2 separate regions of the Mus musculus genome follow, and region 2 is linked to region 1. The links are chromatin contacts, called in public HiChIP or PLAC-seq maps. All regions are on one chromosome and are shown on one strand. Each heading gives the region's core, a stretch centred on a gene start, on an enhancer-like site or on the middle of the called end of the contact. The rest is flanking DNA. Distances are from core to core; before and after follow the strand shown. Region 1 overlaps Adck1 (aarF domain containing kinase 1). Region 2 overlaps Nrxn3 (neurexin III).

Evidence for each region. HiChIP or PLAC-seq counts read pairs in DNA pulled down with a chosen protein or histone mark.
Region 2: an H3K4me3 HiChIP or PLAC-seq map of embryonic basal ganglia shows a contact between it and region 1, with 5 times the contacts expected there. The contact joins two enhancer-like sites. A contact is called at or near these places in 1 of 15 datasets of contacts at CTCF or cohesin (stem cell-derived epiblast-like cells), 2 of 484 Hi-C or Micro-C datasets (the G1E-ER4 cell line and double positive thymocytes) and 1 of 115 datasets of contacts at active chromatin or transcription factors (embryonic basal ganglia).

Annotation. Positions count from the first base shown.
Region 1 is chr12:88,387,368-88,392,856 of GRCm38.p6, forward strand. The region is part of intron 3 of Adck1 (aarF domain containing kinase 1); the gene reads left to right. Among named protein-coding and RNA genes, the nearest start is that of 3200001D21Rik, 13 kb to the left of the region's middle. Within about 2 kb of position 1,639, at least 19 of the 459 cell types and tissues checked have an H3K27ac peak or open chromatin away from gene starts, as enhancers often do. A contact at or near this core is called in embryonic basal ganglia, where this site is marked.
Region 2 is chr12:89,145,217-89,150,625 of GRCm38.p6, forward strand. The region is part of intron 3 of Nrxn3 (neurexin III); the gene reads left to right. Among named protein-coding and RNA genes, the nearest start is that of Gm40537, 180 kb to the left of the region's middle. Within about 2 kb of position 3,970, at least 39 of the 459 cell types and tissues checked have an H3K27ac peak or open chromatin away from gene starts, as enhancers often do. A contact at or near this core is called in embryonic basal ganglia, where this site is marked.

The sequences.
Region 1 (5,489 bases), core at 389-2,888:
CTCGAGATCCACTTACCTGTCTCCCAAGTACTGGAATTAAAGGCATGCACCACCACTGCCCAGAAAATGTTGTCCTTTATAAGAGTTGCTATGGCCATGGTCTCTTTCCAGCAATAGAAACCGTAGTTAAGACAACACCTGACTAGCTTTCTGGTTTTTATAGATGCCCCAGGTGTCTTGGCTCATGATCCTCTCTTCCCGTCTTCCAGGCCAGCAGCGTCTGGTCTAGTTCTTGTGCTGCTGTCTCTCTAGTGCTCCCCTGCCTTTGTCTTCCTTTCAAGAGCTGTGCAGATTACCCCTGTGTACCTGGGCAATGTCCCTCTCATCTCCCTAGCTCAGGGTCGTGGGATTATTAGCAGCCTGATTTTCTTCTGCAGGGTGTGAACTGCTGTTGGCTCTGTTAGGAAAACAAATCTCACTATGAAGAGTCCTAAATGTTGATACAAAGCCCAGAGAGTAATAAAATGAATGCTGTACCTGGTGCCTCTGCCTGAAATATGTTGTCCTAATTCTTGTTTACGTATCACCGAGGGACTTTAAGCTGTAATTCCTGTCTACTTCCCTAAGCCAGGTCACTTTTCTATGGCATCACAGTGTCTTTAGTACATGTGATTAGACTAACAAGTGTCAATGTTATTTGTATTAGTCAGGATCCTCTAGGTTCTGAACTTCCTAATGCTACAACACTTTAATACAGTTCCTCATGTTGTAGTGACCCCAATCATAAAATTATCACGTTGCTACTTCATAACTGTTATGAATTGTAATATAAATACTTTATAAGCAGGATATCTGATATAAGACCCCCCAAAAGGGGTTGCAACCCACAGGCCGAGAGGAACAGAACACAGAACATGAATGTATACAAAGTGGTATAATTAGATTAGCTGACCTGGACAGGTTAGGCAGTCCAGCAATGTCTCTTTGTTCACTGGAAAGGCTGAGAGCCCTGTAGCTTCTGACTGTAGGAGGATGGATACCTCTGCAGTTCCAGTCTGGCACCAAAGGCCTGGAAGATTCCCAGAGACCCACCAATCTTCAGCTCTCATAGGAAGGCCCAAGAAGCTGGGTTCTGGTATTAGCGAAGGATAGCAGCCGTGGTGGTGGCAGCAGCAACAGCGGCAGAGTAGATGTACTTAGTCACAAGATGCAAAGGCAAGCAGGCAAAAGTAGCATTACCGCCATTTCCTCAGCTCTCTTTTTGTCTGGGCTTCTGTTGGAAGGTACTGTCCACTCGGGGGACATTCCCCCTCAGATAACTCTTCCGGGGAAGCATGTCTCTTAGATGATTTCATACCCACTCAAGTTGAAAGCACATTGTCTAACCACTACCTGTAGTCAGTTTTCCCTCGCTTCCCTACCTAACGTTCTCCATATGCCCCCAAACCTGCTCAGCGTCACTCTCCTTCTAAGAGTGAGGTCTTCTTGCCTGTATCTTTTGAGGGTTTGTTTTGATTTCTGCTGTCAGCCATGAGAGTATAAGACTGTATAGATGTGAAAAAGAGACTGTCATCCCACATTCAGGCGGGTATCCTGAACAAGCACAGCGAGCCAAGAGGGGATGCAGGCTGTCTGGGTGTGTTATTCTGCTCATGGCCTTGGCATTTGTTATTCTTGTCTGTAGCAGCCATTCCAGAAATGCCCCCACTTTTCCGGTCGCCGAGCAACTGTGAGAACAAATTAATTATGCATTTTCTCACTGTGTGTGATTAAGGGGCAGATGGAGGGAAGGGTTCTCTGTAGCTTTTCTGGCCATGAAGTTCCCAAATGGATAGTCTCCAGATTGACGAGTTCAGGTCCCCAACTCCTGTGGGCATCTGTGCAGGCAGGCTTGCTCTTTGGCAAGGGGAGCCCCAAGTTGCAAGTAATAACATTGTTATTCTCTTAAATTTGCAACTCGTTTACTGTTTGCTGAGTGCTTGTAGTTAGTTGTGACAGCTCATTTGATGGAATTCCAGGGATCCCGGGACATCTTTTACTTTACAACTCCCTAAATTATTGTTGGTGATGTTAACTCCACCACTAGAGACGAGTTCCTTCAGCCTAAAACTCCGTTCCCTATTAAGATATAGGTGTTGGTCCAGGAGATGGCTCATTGCCATGCAAGTCTGAGGGTCTGAGTTCAGTTCCCAGAAGCCATGTTTGAAGAAAGCCAGATAAATGTGTTGGTGCACACCCTTAATCCCGGTGCTTGGGAGAAGGAGGCAGGCAGATCTTGGTGAGCTGGAGGTCAGCCTGTCCCACATGGCATTCGCCATGCCGGCCAGAGTTCCATGGTAAGACTCTTTGTAATTAGTTGCTTTTCTTTTGCAGTGATAAAACACCATTGCCAAGGCACTTACAGAGGAGCTGGGAACACACACTCGTTGATCTGGAAAGCTATCATTTTAATTTCTGTTTCTTTAGAAATACAATGGCATGATGCACCCAGACCACCTAACTCATAACCCTGCCTTGGCTTAGACTCCCTTTCTAGTCTAGACAGGTTTTAAGCTTGGGATCCTTTCACCTCTGAGGGCTGGGGATGCAGGCCTGCATCACCAGGCGTGGCTTGAATGCTGTTCTTTACTAACTGGAGCATCAGTTTCAGATCTTAGTTGATTTTGTTTGATATTTGTCCCTCCTCTCAGGACATAAAGTATGTCATGCTTTCTCTGTCATCTGCATATCTGTTCATTTTCCAATAGTTGTTAGATATTGAGTTTTATCTTTTTGGGTATTATATATTTTGTAATGAATGTTCTTAAATTTTGATCTAAGGCTTTGTTAAGTTTTGGGGGGCTAGTTGGATTTTTTTTCAGGTCTTGCTTTAATATTTGTTAATTGGAATGAGACAGTATTTAGGGTATCTCTGCTTACTGAGGCCGGAACTTTCTGAGTATGAATTATGACGCTTTTTCAGTCTGGGTAGTAAGAAAAGGCTACATGTGAGTCCTCGTACACAACTCTAATTTTTTGGAGTTTGTCTGGACTCTGTCATGTGTTGCATGTGTGTAGGCTGATGAGCCTTAAGCTAAACATCAGGAGATGGACCTTGAATAGATTGCCAGCTCTCCTTTTTTCCCCTTAAATTAGATATTTTCTTTATTTACATTTCAAATGGTATCCTCTTTCCTGGTGTCCCCTCCGAAAACCCTCTATCCCCTCCTCCCCTCCCCCTGCTCATAACCCATCCACTCCCACTTCCTGGCCCTGGCATTCCCCTACACTGGGGCATAGAGCCTTCACAGGACCAAGGACCTTTCCTCGAATTGATGACTAACAAGGCCATCCTCTGCTACATATGCAGCTGGAGCCATGAGTCTCACCATGTGTGCTCTATGGTTGGTGGTTTAGTCCCTGGGAGCTCTGGGGGTACTGGTGAGTTCATATTGTTGTTCCTCCTATGGGGCTGCAAACCCCTTCAGCTCCTTGTGTCCTTTCTCTCATCTTCTGGTGCTCAGTCCAATGGATGACTGTGAGCATTCACCTCTGTATTTGTCAGGCACTGGTAGAGCCTCTCAGGAGACAGCTATAACAGATTCCTGTCAGCAAACACATGTTGGCATCCACAATAGTGTCTGGGTTTGGTGACTGTATATGGGATGGATTCCCAGATACATCCAGGGGCAGTCTCTGGATGGTCTTTTCTTCAGTCTCTGCTCTGCACTTAGTCTTTATAACTCCTTCCATGAGTATTTTGTTCCCCCTTCTAAGAAGGATCGAAGTATCCACACTTTGGTCTTCCTTCTTGATTTTCATGTGGTCTGTGAATTGTATCTTGGGTATTCTGAGGTTCTGGGCTAATATCTACTTATCAGTGAGTGCATACCATGTGTGTTCTTTTGTGATTGGGTTACTCATTCAGGATGATATTTTCTAGTTCCATCCATTTTCCTAAGAATCTCATAAATTCATTGTTTTTAATAGCTGAGTTTAATAGCTCATTTGTGTAAATGTACAACATTTTCTGTTGAGGGACATCTGGGTTGTTTCTAGCTTCTGGCTATTATTAATAAGGCTGCTATGAACATAGTGGAGCATATGTGCTTACTACATGTTGGAACATCTTCTGGGTATATGCCCAGGAGTGGTATAGCTGGGTCCTTAGGTAGTACTATGTCCAATTTTTCTGAGGAACTGCCAGACTGATATCCAGAGTGGTTGTACCAGCTTGCAATCCCACCAGCAGTGGAGGAGTGTTCCTCTTTTTCCACATCCTCGCTAGCATCTGCTATCACCTGAGTTTTTTATCTTAGCCATTTTGACTGGTGTGAGGTGGAATCTCAGGGTTGTTTTGATTTGCATTTCCCTGATAGCTAAGGATGTTGAACATTTCTTTAGGTGCTTCTCAGCCATTTGGTATTCCTCAGTTGAGAATTCTTTATCTCTGTACCCCATTTTTCAATAGGGTTCTTTGGAGTCTAATTTCTTGAGTTCTTTGTATATATTGGATACTAGCCCTCTATTGGATGTAGGATTGGTAAAGATATTTTCCCAATCTGTTGGTTGCTGTTTTGTCCTATTGACAGTGTCCTTTGTCTTACAGAAGCTTTGCAATTTTATGAAGTCCCATTTGTTAATTTTTGATCTTAGAGCATAAGCTATTGGTGTTCTGTTGCAGAAAATTTCCCCTGTGCTCATGTGCTCGAGGCTCTTCCCCACTTCCTTTTCTATTATTTTCAGTGTATCTGGCTTTATATGGAGGTCCTTGATCCACTTGGACTTGGGCTTTGTACAAGGAGATAAGAATGGATCAATTTGCATTCTTCTACAGGCTAACTACCAGTTGAGCCAGCACCTTTTGTTGAAAATGATGTCTGTTTTCCACTGGATGGTTTTAGCTCTCTTGTCAATGATCAAGTGACCATAGGTGTGTGGGTTCATTTCTGGGTCTTCAGTTCTATTCCATTGATCTACCTGCCTGTCACTGTACCAATACCATGCAGTTTTTATCATAATTGCTCTGTAGTACAGCTTGAGGTCATGGATGGTGATTCCACCAGAAGTTCTTTTATTATTGAGAATAGTTTTTGCTATCCTAGGTTTTTTTTTTAATTGTTGTTGTTGTTATTTCAGATGAATTTGCAAATTGCTCTTTCTAACTCTGTGAAGCATTGAGTTTGAATTTTGATGGGGATTGCAAATACCACTAAAATCAGGGACTAGACAAGGCTGCCCACTTTTTTCCTACCTATTTATTCAATATAGTACTGAAGGTTCTAGCCAGAGCAATTAGACAACAAAAGGAGGCCAAAGGGATACAAATTGAAAAGAAAGAAGTCAAACTATCACTATTTTCAGATGATATGATAGTATATATAAGTGACCCCAAAAACTCCACCAGAGAACTCTTAAACCTGATAAACAACTTCTGTGCAGTAGCTGGATATAAAATTAACTCAAAAAAATTAGTGGCCTTCCTCTTCACAAAGGATAAACAGGCGGAGAAAGAAATTAGGGAAGCAACATCATTCAGAATAGTCACAAATAATATAAAATACCTTGGT
Region 2 (5,409 bases), core at 2,720-5,219, 760 kb after region 1:
ATCTACTCAAAGACACATGAATGGCAACAGAGCTCTCTGTCTGAACACCCTAACTAGGAGAAACTTCAGCAAAGACAAAGATGTTAGCATTATGTCTCCCAAAGCTGCCTTACAGAGTGACTGTAAGTGCCTTACAAAGCTGCCTGACAGAGTATCCCAGAGATCCTCTGTATTAGAACATTTCTCTCTACTGTTGTTATATAAATAAATATACTCCCTTATATATGTATGTTTTATGTGCAGGCTCATTTATATACTTTGTTACTTCTGAACTAGTTGGGCATGGTGTTGGAAAAGCACAATTTGGAAGCTTCTATATAGTGTAGTGTGGTATGGTATGGATACAGAAAACTTCCTTATGCCTTTGTCCCTTGAACTGTTGCATTTAAAATTCCACTTAATATCTGTTCAGATTTATAAAAATAATCTTATATTTTTGTCAGATGAAATAAGTAATGTTTTCAGTAATCACTTAATGACAGCCCACAGTGTTCCAGAATGCAGAATTGAATGGTCTAGGCTCAGTCCCTATCCTGAAAAAAGATCTCAGTGTGAAATGATAATTACTACCATACTGGTACATTAGGGCTAGAGAACACTCAGATAAGGAACACATGACATAGACACAGGCATCACAAAAACATCCTAAAGAAAATAAAGCTTAGATTATGCTTTCAACAGTGGTAAGACCCAGAAAGAGACAGAGGTGGACATTCAAAAATATGGGCTTTCTGTTTTGAGGCTGTGGCAGACTGTGATAGGTAGAGCTAGAGGTGGATCTATAAATTCCTGGCATTTTTAGGCAGCATCATTGTTCCAAGTATCAAGTATGCTTTGTCAGGCAGAGATGATGGGATAAGGCTATAGAGAATATCATAGGCCAGATCACAAGGGACAGATTGTAAAGTATTCTAGTGTGGCTTGAGTAGGACGAAGATAGGATAGCATTTTTGTCTTGATGAATATGATTTGCCAATGGAAAGGTGACTCCATCTGTAATTTGAAGATAGAAATACAGATGGGCACAATGGAGTCAGGCAGAGACCAGAAGATAACCTCAGAGAGAAGAACAAGACTACAAGTGGTGATACAAGTTTAATTTCCAAGTCAGACAAGATTCTAATAAAATACATTGTAATTAAACTTATTGCTTAGGGTATAGTGCAGTAAACCAGGCTCTGAAAGCAGCAGTCAGATTAAAATAGAGTTAGTAGGATATCATGAAAATGGGCTTTGGGTTGTGTATATGTTTTGTAGAGAGCTAGTATAATGCAGAGGCTAGATACTTGAGGTTTGAGGTTTGATAGAGATTAGTTTGATTTCTAGCTCAGCTATCTAACTAGTTGTATGATGTAGTGTATTGTTATTGATCTTCATTTTTGCTACCTGCTGAAGAGGATATTAATATCACCCAGAATCAGATTGTCCTTGTGAGACTTTAGTTAGAAAGTATAGAACACTACCGGAGGATCCAGCAATACCTCTCCTGGGCATATATCCAGAAGATGCCCCAACTGGTAAGAAGGACACATGCTCCACTATGTTCATAGCAGCCTTATTTATAATAGCCAGAAGCTGGAAAGAACCCAGATGCCCCTCAACAGAGGAATGGATACAGAAAATGTGGTACATCTACACAATGGAGTACTACTTAGCTATTAAAAAGAATGAATTTATGAAATTCCTAGCCAAATGGATGGACCTGGAGGGCATCATCCTGAGTGAGGTAACACATTCACAAAGGAACTCACACAATATGTACTCACTGATAAGTGGATATTAGCCCCAAACCTAGGATACCCAAGATATAAGATACAACTTGCGAAACACATGAAACTCAAGAAAAATGAAGACTGAAGTGTGGATACTATGCCCCTACTTAGAAGTGGAAACAAAACACCCATGGAAGGATTACAGAGACAAAGTTTGGAGCTGAGATGAAAGGATGGACCATGTAGAGACTGCCATATCCAGGGATCCACCCCATAATCAGCATCCAAACGCTGACACCATTGCATACACTAGCAAGATTTTATCGAAAGGACCCAGATGTAGCTGTCTCTTGTGAGACTATGCCGGGGCCTAGCAAACACAGAAGTGGATGCTCACAGTCAGCTAATAGATGGATCACAGGGCTCCCAATGGAGGAGCTAGAGAAAGAACCCAAGGAGCTAAAGGGATCTGCAACCCTATAGGTGGAACAACATTATGAACTAACCAGTACCCCAGAGCTCTTGACTCTAGCTGCATATATATCAAAAGATGGCCTAATCGGCCATCACTGGAAAGAGAGGCCCATCGGACACGCAAAATTTATATGCCCCAGTGCAGGGGAACGCCAGGGCCAAAAAGGGGGAGTGGGTGGGTAGGGGAGTGGGGGTGGGTGGGTATGGGGGACTTTTGGTATAGCATTGGAAATGTAAATGAGCTAAATACCTAATAAAAAATGGAAAAAAAATAAAAATAAAGGAGAAACGACACCCTCAAAAAAAAAAAAAAAAAGAAAGTATAGAACAGGCACATTGCCATTTTTTTTATTATTGTAATTGGTTAATTAAGAGTCCAAAAGGGGTGACTATAATAGAAAAGGCATGACATAGGTAAGGTACTAATGAGCTTTGTTGTGTTAGAAAATCAATGTGTGGTGCCCTGACAATTATCTCACAGTTATCAGGATTCTTGGAAAGCCTTGGTCTACAAGCAAAATTGCTTATGAGATATGGTAAACGTGAAGCAAAGACTCTGTGGAAAGTGGGATTAAAATTGGGGATGAAAACTTAGAAAGATCCATCTATAGCTCTCCTTATCTCAGTTGCATGAGAGAAAAGGAGAAACACAGAAGAAAGAAGGGAGATTTCGAGTTAGGGAGTTATATTTGGGGAAGTGATGAGTTTGGTTAAATTCTTTAGTCTTCCTATGCTTCATGTTTTTACTATGTTAGGTTAAGACAATTACAAGGTGAAAGTCCATGTAACTATCATTTAGGATTAGTTTTTAGACTTGTGCCAATGTTTATAGTTTAGAAATTTTGAAGAAAAAAATTAAAAGATTGGTCCATCAGCCTCCTATGTTGGTTGCTGTCCACTTTGAGTCAAAAATTACTGTTTTAAAAATTTATTAATTATTTTATTTACTTATATCTCAAATGTTGTCCCTCCTAGCCCCACTCATAGAGTTCTTCCCCATCCTCCTTCCAGTTTGCCTTTGAGAAGATCCTCACCTCAGGCATACCCCCACCCTGGAACATCACATCTCTAAAGAATTAATTAGGCACATCCTCTCCCACTGAGGCCAAACAAGGCAGTCAGCCCTCTAGTACATATGTATAAGGAGCCTCGGACCAAAAATGACTTTTCAAGTCTGCTTGAGAGCCCACCACTCCAGGCTCTGAGCTGGTTCTTCCCTGAAGGTTTAGTTCTCGGTAATGTGACTATCTGGCTCAGTTTTCTGTTAAAATTTGCGATGTCAGGATATCTCAGTGATTTCTTAAACTAAGAAAGCATCTGGTGATTCTTTAAAAGGAATATTTTATAGAAGAGGGCATGTCGATTGTGCAAAAGCCTGATAATACCTTTAGTAAAATGAGATGGTTTTCTCCTGTACGTTCGTCAGAGATCCAGTGCCCATCTGAGAATGGCATCGGGGTGAGTGGAAGAAGTAGAGGAAGGAGAGAAGGATGTTGAGTAAAAGGAGGGAAACTGGATGATCTCAGAACCCACACCTAGTGAGCTCCTGGAGAGTCCGAGCTGAGAGGCACTGCAAAGGAGAATCTGCTGCCTGAGTATAGATGGTGCCTGCGAAATGGCTGATTTATCAGGTGCAGGCAGAGTGTGACAAACCTGTTCTGTGCTGTTCTTTTTTTCCCCCTCTCCTCTGCCACATCCCTTAGCCCTTCTCACTCCACCCCTGACACCCCAACCTCTTGCAGCACTTGCTCCCCTTCTCCCTGACCCTCCCCCCTCCTCTTTACTGGCAGGTTCACCAAGAAACAACTGGGTTTCCATGGCAACGTGGAGACAGCTGAAAAATGGCAGCTAAATGCAGCTGCCCCTCATTTAATATCGACTCTGGCACTGACAGAACAGATAATGGGCAATAACACACCATTATGTTGTGGGAAAATGAAATGCTTCAGCAGCAGGCTGTCATGCTGGGGGATTTATTTGTTACTGTACCAGCACCAGTTTCCCTCCACATCCCTTCCTTTCTTTTTATCCCTTCATGCCCTAGGCAGTTTCTCTCTTCCCCCTTTCACCCCCATTGCTCATTTCTATTTCCTCTCATCTTGCATATTTCCCACCATACTTTCTCCATTTCTCTGAATCAGTCATGGCTTTGCCTGGACACATGCACATAGAATAAGAGCAATTATTTGCATAATGACTTACAAGTCACAAAGCACATTCAAACACACTTTCCCTCAATCTGGGTGGCGAGACAACTCCCCCAGACAAGTAGGGCTTGCATGCTGCTAAGTATTCTGTGGGTCTAAAAGGGAGGCTTAGAAATGTTGACCAGTTTGTCCAAATTTACATAAGTAACTGTCAGGACCTTCATTCCCAAGTCAGATTTTCTGCCCTACACACAGGATTCTTTCAACTACACGGAGAATTTCCAGCTGCCAATTTCTGCTCACCTCATCAGAATCAAGTTTCATTAATAATAGTTATTATTAATCTCTATCATAAAAAACTTTCAAGCTGCCAGTCTTCATAAGGTCTATAGTTCTTTTCTTACATGTCTAGGCTCTTATAGATTCTCCCAATAAAGTGGCATTAAGTTGTTGATAAGGGTAGACTGCTTTTAATATTTTAAGTCCAAATGCACATATCTACCCAGTGCCACCCATTGTATCAGGAATTCATGGCATACAAAAGGGTCATAGCATAGTCTGACTTAAAAATTGGACCATTTTGGTGGCTGAGAATATTACTTTCAAAAAGTCTATTGAACATCAAGGCAAAGGGTGTAGAACATCTTTGGGCTGAACAAGGAGAGTCTTTTCTCTATTGCTGTTGATTAACTGTTCTGTTGTAGATCTATGTGGCTGGATCTTCGTAAAACCCACACCCCTTCCTAAGTTATTACATCATGCACTTTCTAGACTCTATAGATCTGAAATCAAGTTCCTTGTAGAAAAATGCAAATGGAGTGTGACTAGGTAATTCCAACAATGTTTTCATTTCTTCTTGTGGTTGGTGAAAGTCAAAACCAAAACCAAGGTTTCATATGGACACCCATAGGCAGTATAGTATGAATAATACATATAGAGGGGTTTAACCATGGAAATGACTTATGTTGGTAAAGAGAGTAATGTTTGTATTGTACACTAAAGGGTTTTGACCTAGAGTCTGTGTAACTCTTGAAAACACACACAACATTTTACATGAACAAGGCAGTACACAGTAC